2 separate regions of the Aedes albopictus genome follow, and region 1 is linked to region 2. A link is a contact called in public Hi-C data. All regions are on one chromosome and are shown on one strand. Each heading gives the region's core, a stretch centred on a gene start, on an enhancer-like site or on the middle of the called end of the contact. The rest is flanking DNA. Distances are from core to core; before and after follow the strand shown.

Region 1 (3,822 bases), core at 662-3,161, 210 kb after region 2:
TGAGAGAGTTCTCTTCATCGACTCTCTCTTCTGCAAAATACAGTGACAAAATGCAAATTCAATCGAACTTTTTTACATTTAGACGCCAGATTGCATCGCAACCTAGCGATTTATGGCCAAAAAGTTCAATCATACTTGCATCTTGTCACTTTAATTTGAAGAAGAGAAAGTCGATGAAGAGAACTCTTTCATGTTACTTTCGCCCTTATTTAAACTCAATCTAGATTTTGTCTTTTGATAGTTAGGCTGACACAAATTTCGATTTTCTCTTATGTCACCGCCCCCTCGGAAAATTTTGATCGAAATTCAACATTTTGAGGGGGGACACCAATAAAATATTCAAGAAATTTTAAAATTTTAAGGTGAAATTAGAGTTGCACAGAAAATTTCTTAACAAATCCGATGAGTTTATAGATTTTGCCGAATTGTTTGGGTATTTCTTCGTCAAATACATTTATTATTTTTGTCCTCCCCCTTAGCGAGCCAACGAGTATTGTGACAAAAGAAGAAAATGAGATTTGTTCCGGCCTTATCTTGTTTATTATCCAGATTGTTACCTAACAGCGTGCTCTACATCATCCTGGATTAAGACGGCTGATGTGTTACCCGGGAATTGTTACATCCGATCATATCGCCGAACAATCCCAGGATGGAAACTTTTCACCTGCAGTCTGGCCACGCCAGGGGTGCACAGGATTCAAAGTAAGTGAAAACAAAGTTTGATTTTGCTTTAAATTTCATTTCCAATCAACTTGACGGAATGACGAAATAGATATTCGGAATTTAAGACAAAATGAATAAGTAGTTTCAATATATTCATTTCACTACGAATGTTTAAATTCAATACCTTGATAATCTTGATAATGCTAGAACAAATTGGGGTTTTAAACACAAAGTATAGGATGAGGATACACAATACACCAAAATTAAACCAGTGGGCCATAAAGTTCACTCGCCAAAGCTTTCTATTTAGGCCTATACCCTGTACCCAACACCCCCACTCATATGACGACACATATGTTGCCATGTTTTGTAACTTTCTTTGTCATTTCGCGGAACCACTGTACATGATATACCTAGATACATACCTATGCACTAAAATAACTTACAACAATTTCAAAATCAAAAACGACTCAATTTTGCCCCAAGCACAGATCTGTAACCTGTTGCGAAATGATATCAATCAAGGGCACCATATCACATCCCACACCTGTCTGCTCGGGCGATTCTGGTTTCGCGCTATTGCGAAGAGTGATATTGACCTTGTGACGTTGACACATCCGCGTGTTTCCCTGCCCGGTGCGCAACAAGTCCCACAAGTCGTCCAAAATCACACCCGCCTCTTTTCAGGATCCTACGCATAGCGATAGTCCATATGCTAATAACTTTCAGATGCTCAGTTCCTTCTCGCGATGAAACTGTATAATTATTCATACCACACACCGAAAAAAAAAACTTGTTTCATAGTCAATGCCGCCAATCCTCTTCGGAAGGCCTTGCTTTTACCTGGCCCGCAAGCAGCGTGGAATGCAAACACTAAATACTTTTCAAACAGACACACAACGCAGTCATATCCAGCTTAGCTGGTCTTCATTCGCGTGTTGGACATTCGTCGACCATCATTCGATTCGGGCTTACGTAAATTAGGTACACGATCGTCCAATTTGGTGGCCTTAGTCGTTCTTACCCGGTCCGTGCACCGATGCCTTTCGCTTCCCCTGCTTGAGAACTCTCGATTGATGTGCAAATTTGTCACGATAGCTCCATTTTCGGGTGGTAAAAGACAAAAATTTCACTTCGATTGTGTTGACAGTGCAGCACTAGGTATTTAAATAAAATTATGAATGAAGAAAGTAAACACGCGCACGCTTACGCATCAGCAGCCGTCAGTGGCTGATGCTTGAATGAATTCAAGTGCGTGGCGGTGGGAGTGAAATCGCATGTGTCGCGGTCAGGGCTGGCAGCACATTATGGACAATCGATCAACAACATTGCGATTTTTATGTGTTTGGCATGTGTAGTTGGCAATCTGCATGCAGTTATTTTTTTTTTTTTTTTCTAAATTCAACAAAATAACCTATAAATGAAACAGTTTTACATTATGAACAATTATTACAGAAAAATATTGTTTTTTTTTATCGAATGTACAACAATTTCTCCTTACCAAAATAGTTCTGGCACTCTGGCATCCCTGCTGATGCATGAATGAAATAAAGAAAAAGAACGAGCGAGACAGAAAATGCACTTGAAAGCAAAAATGACGTTTCGGATTTTGTTTTTTGTCGGAGACGCGACATTTTTTGTCGCGCGACCACGGTGCATGTTGCGTGGCTGTAGCATGCGAAGTGCACGGAAAACTGCCTTTGGGTGAATTTTATTAATAGCAAAAGATATTATGCTTTTGGTCGAAATACGAAGTGACCGAACGTGCGAAAATTGATTTTTAACCTACTTAGAAATGTCGCAACTCAATTTGGATTAGTGCATATTGTTGCTCTTAATTAGCTTAATGATGCGCAACAGAAAAAATAGATTCAAATTTACTTCGCAGCTGCAACTTCGCATGTGCTTCTAGCGACGACTTCGATTTGGTGGTGCGACGATAATAGTACCCGAGCAGGAGTTCTCCTGCTATTTATTTTAAAGCTATTTTAAAATGGCTGAATTGATTGATTGATTGATTTGTCTCTATTAAAGAGACTTTCAGCCCTTGCAAAATAGCTGAAGAATAACAAACTGCACAGCAAAAAATAAATGCAACCCACCCGATGTAATTGGGTTTTTAAATTATGAAAAATTTATTGATTTTTTGATTTTATACGAAAGAGCACCTTTTTCTAAGCCACTATGATTTTTTTCAGATTTTTAGATCCTTATTTTGGTACCTAAAATCAATTCCAAAGAGATTTATTGAAATTACCTTTTGACAGCTGGGTAACTGTTTGACAGCTCCGCCCAGTACAAACTGCGACGAGGGGTGATTTGACAAATCGCTCCCATACAAACTTCAAATTGTGGGCTCCAAAACTTGTGAAAATTTGGATTTCGGCTCAGTTTGACATGCAGACAGTGATGGAAAACAGTGAGGAATGCAGCTGAGTAGACACAAACGCAAAGCTATCCTATACGTGAACAACAGAAGCCAGAATATATTCGCACTTCCTTCACTCGCGAGCTAACGAAGCTGGTCGCACTCGTGATTGATTCGCGAAGCAGCTCTGAACATTTTTCAATTATGTGAAAAAACGAATTTACACGGCCGACAGATTAACTTTTCAGGAACAATAAAGCACTAAACACTACTATCTGATGGATAATTACTTGTTTTGCTATTAAAATCGCACTAAAATGCAATTCCCGCATCTCCACTTGTTCTTCGCGAATAAAAATTCATGAGTGTTTTTGTTTTTGTTTTGCTTCATACTCGTGAAGCAAGCGGGTGCCAATAAACTCACACACGGTTTACTCTCGGCACCGTGAGTAAACCGTTTGTTGCTTTTACACTCGCGAGTTGATTCACGATGAGAGTGTTTCCATCTCTGCATGCAGATTCAGAGTATCGCATTATCTCAAAACCGTTAAAGAAGCCAATTCATTCCGATGTACTAAATAATCAATGTAATCACGATTCCTATGTACGATTACATCGTTTTGATGTGAAATCTTTTGTTCTTATGTGTACATAGTCCGATGTAATATCCATGCAACAGACGTATTGATCGGGTTGCAGCAGTTTAGATGTAATATTACACAACAGTTTTTTTCTGTGTGAGGTACGGAAAACCGAATACCTACACGGTAAAACATCCACACTCTGATAAG
Region 2 (4,186 bases), core at 14-2,513:
GTGATACCCAACTATCCAAACAAACCGTTTGGCATAATGTGAAGGCATATTTCAACTTTTTATTGAAATGTTTCATTCTCATATTATTCAACATTATTTGAACACTACAATATATTGTAACAATTTGCTTTAGGTTGTTTATGCTGTTTTTGATAGTACAAAGAGCTTTGGTTCACGTTGTTCAACTGAGATGCAACAATTTGGGAAAATGTAACCTTACCAGTTAGAGGAGTTTCGCTGTTTGGAGTCTAAGGCAAACTGTATTTTCCTATGCGGGTATTAGCTTACCTTTTAATATCAAATAAATCCAATTTTCTTAAGAATTTCCTGCCTTGGATGCTGCTCCAACTTGTTGGTCAGTCGTTTGTAGACAAACACTTTTATTTTTCAGCCAAATATGGGTAATGCCAAGTTACCCATATTTGGGAAAATGGACTTTACTGCTAATATGAGTAAATTTTACCGTTTTTTCTCAGTATATTTTACCCATATTATGGGTTTTGAATGTAAAACCCAAATATGGGTAAATCGATTACCTATTTTTAGGTAAACTGACCTTAGCGTGTGCGTGCACGCTGCGTGGACGCGCCGCCCGTGTGCATCGGCTCTGGGCGACTCGTTTACCAACAAATTATCTGATGGTGCATACCAGAGCTGCCACATACAGGGTTGTATATGAAAAAAAATTTGGCACCCCCTCGTTTATTTTTTAACCGCAAGGCAATGGAACAAGTTTGTTAACTCAAAAAATAGTATATTTTGGAACTATTTTTTAAGCTTTCAGTCCTAGTAAAATACTTTGAGGTAGGGTATCGCGCCACTTGGGCGGTGGCTTCTATATTCGTCTGTTTCCCACTATAACTCAGTCAATTCTGAACCAATTGACTTGAAATGTTGTACACGGGTAGATACTATACCTATCTCACCACATTCCAAAAGTTGTGTCAATTGGTTCAAATTTGACTGAGTTATAGTGGAAAACAGACGAATATAGAAGCCACCGCCCAAGTGGCGCGATTCCCTAGCAAAATAAACGAGGGGGTGCCAACTTTTTTCGTGTACGGAATACAGGTAATGTGGCAGCTCTGGTGCATACCAGCCTAGAACGTATGTCATGTCGCAAACGATTTGTAGCGTCTTGTGCTTGTCATACGCTAGTGTAGCATGTTACTAATGGGTGCTCCCTCGTTTTTGTTTTCGCTCCGTTGTCCTGTTTCTGTTGCTGTTCACTCTTCCGTCCGGCTTCGTCATAGGGGGCCGGTCACACACAGCAGGCCGCAGTCTTTTCGAAAGACAAGAAATTTTTCATTCGCAGTTATTTCTACGAGAAAAATAGTTTGCCGTTTTTGTTCAATCGTTTGCGTTAAATGTTCTTTGTGAGGTTTACAATTAGAAGCTTACCGGCGTAGTGTGTGGTATAATTTGTACAGAAAAGTCACGAAATTCCACGTCCACGAAGTATTCGGTAAGTCTTGAACCTATCTCTTTTTCTCTCGTGGAAGTTTGTTGTTGTTTCTGTTGGTTTCTTGCCTAGGCGTGCCTGCACCCAGTGCATTCCCGAACATTCTGGACTCCGCGATGCTAATCTGTTTAGCGAGGTTCCCAAATTTCATTTTATTTTCCAGACGTGTTAAAATCAAAATGCAAGCATTAGTGTCTCGAACCGAAATTTTTACGTAAACGTTACTGAAATAATAATGAATCAAGGCTAAACATTTTTATGATTGAAAAAAAAAAAAAAACTGAAAATCGGTGACGAAAACCAGGCCCTTGCTTTTTGCAGTCCGTGGTGTCTATTCTGTGTTCATATAAGTATTAATATTAATATAGCGCATTTAGTTCACCACTGGACTATCGCACTAGTTTTCACGAGTGCGAAAACGCTAATAAAAGTGCGCGATTGCATCAAATCAACTCGGTGTCTTCAGAGCACTTGTTCACCATTGGTGATTTGTTGTTGCATGAAGAAGAAGAAGAAGAATGATGGTGTTTTGAAAAAATCCTATCCCTATAACACAGGGGAAGATTTTAAAATGCCTCTATAAAATCTAAAACAAAATCTAATTAAAAACGGTTTGATGTACGGTGTTAGACTTTGGACGGACTACAAATTAAGTACCTTATCAAGAAAAAAATGTTAAATTTAAATTTATACGTTCAATATGTAGTCCGTCCAAAGTCTAACACCGTACATCAAACCGTTTTTAATTAGATTTTGTTTTCGATTTTATAGAGGCATTTTAAAATCTTCTCCTGTGTTATAGGGATAGGGATTTTTCAAATTACCATCGTTCTTCTTCTTCTTCTTCATGCAACATCAAATCGCCAATAGATTGAAGAAATAGTGCGCCGAAGACATCAACCTAATTTGATGCAATCGCGCGCTTTTATTTACGTTTTCGCACTTATGAAGTCGCAGTTCGCAGTCCAGTGGTGAACTAAATGCGGTATATTCATTGCTTCCACGCGATATGCGCTCGCTTTATGTAAAATTGCAGAATATTTCGATTGAATTTGAAGTAGATGACTAGGAAACGTCTCGTAATCCACAACCGATATGGCAACACTGTATATATCAAGAAAAGAGGGGAAAGTGCAGTTTGTTGTTGAAAGCGACCAATCAGTGACGAACAAGTTTGTTGATATTCTCCCCGCAAATTTTCATTCATGAGCATTTTCCCCGATTGAAGCACTTCTAGTAACGATTGCATCAGTCAACTTTTGATTATCGAATGGAGTGCAAGTTCTTTGAATTTACTCTTGATTTTAATCTGCTCTCAGTAAATATCTTCTCTTTAAACTGACCAAAAGTGCCTAATTGTAATTATCGTTTTTACAGTCCTAATTGAATGCACCGAGCTCAACCGCCACCATGGATATGATTATGGTAAGAACCTGAAAATTGATGGTTGCTTCCGTTGGATTCGGCCTCTTGTTCTAATAATTGCGTTTCTTCACAGCCCCAAGAAGATGATTTCGTCCCGCGCGACTACCAGCGGTCGATGAAATTGATTTGCATGCAGAAAAACACCATAATATATTTGCCGACCGGAGCCGGCAAGACCCATATCGCCCTTATGGCCATCAAGGAAATGGGTCGTGATCTCGACAAGTGAGTATGGAGTGTTGCGTTTTATTTGCTCAAATCGGGTGGCACAGCGATAAAAGTTGATCAGCAAGCAGCTATGACTCATGCGGCTCTAGAGCTGCGTTGAAAGCTATCAATGTTTCCTATCGAACAGACGGTGGGAGCACAAGCAGTGGAACTGATTAGTTATGTTTATTTCCATTTTGCTTTTCTGGTTTAGTTTGGCTTATTCAGCAATGCTTACAGTTCATGTCACGTTCACGTTCTTTCTTGTTCAGACGAAGGGCCGCAGATCAATGCACAGTAGACTGGGTCAAGCAGGTTGTTTTTTTTTACAAAACTTTTTCGAGTCCTTTTAGCGTTCGAAAATACTGTACAAAATTCGGGAGCTATTGATTGCGTTCCACTATTTCGCATTGCGATTGAAATTTTTATGCGGTTTAGTATGGGAAAACGTACTTTTTTGCATTTTTTTAAGTTGAATTTTTTTGTCTCAAGCCATTGACCAATACAAAGATCTTTTGTAGTCTCGTATATGGATAGGCTTGTGATAGGTTTTGTGAGATAAAATTTGGAGAACTCAATGTAACTGACGTCGAAGTAGGATATACTGAAAAAGTATTCCGAAGACTGCAAAGTGATCCGACGCTTGAGAAAACTTGAGTTAAACGCTTGGTACAGTCATTGCATAATTATGGGTCACTCTGTCACAATTATTAGTCAGACAGTTCACTATGCAATTCAAATGGAATTGACCCATAATTGTGGGTGACCCATGATTGTGCTATGACTGTAATTTAGGCCAAAAATTTAGATTTTATTACATATTGATGTTACAGTCGACTCTTTACAACTCGATGTTCTACAACTCGATATTTTCTATAACTCGATGGATTCGTCGATCCCTTAATTTTTCCATATACCGTACTAGGGGTCGCAGTACCGACCACTTTTGGTGAGTACCGGTATTTCGGTACTGGGGCTTACAGTACCGGTAGTACCGGTAAAATACCGGTACAGGTATTCTTCGATATAACGTACCCTCGATATAGCGTACCCTCCATATAGCGAATTCGATATAACGTACATTTTGCTTCG

The links. A called contact is a pair of places that touch in the nucleus more often than the background predicts.
Region 1: a Hi-C map of whole body shows a contact between it and region 2, with 9 times the contacts expected there. The contact joins the promoter of LOC109426430 here to the promoter of LOC109403945 in region 2. A contact is called at or near these places in 2 of 3 Hi-C or Micro-C datasets (embryo and whole body).

What each region holds. Positions count from the first base shown.
Region 1 is chr3:407,107,387-407,111,208 of AalbF5, forward strand. LOC109426430 (aarF domain-containing kinase 1) reads right to left here and starts at 1,912. Exons shown (of 3, transcript XM_019701938.3): 1 at 1,688-1,912. All of the region lies in intron 2 of LOC109403726 (sodium-dependent transporter bedraggled), which reads right to left.
Region 2 is chr3:406,899,919-406,904,104 of AalbF5, forward strand. LOC109403945 (endoribonuclease Dicer) reads left to right here and starts at 1,264. Exons shown (of 10, transcript NM_001352974.2): 1 at 1,264-1,465; 2 at 2,840-2,887; 3 at 2,961-3,112. The coding sequence starts at 2,873.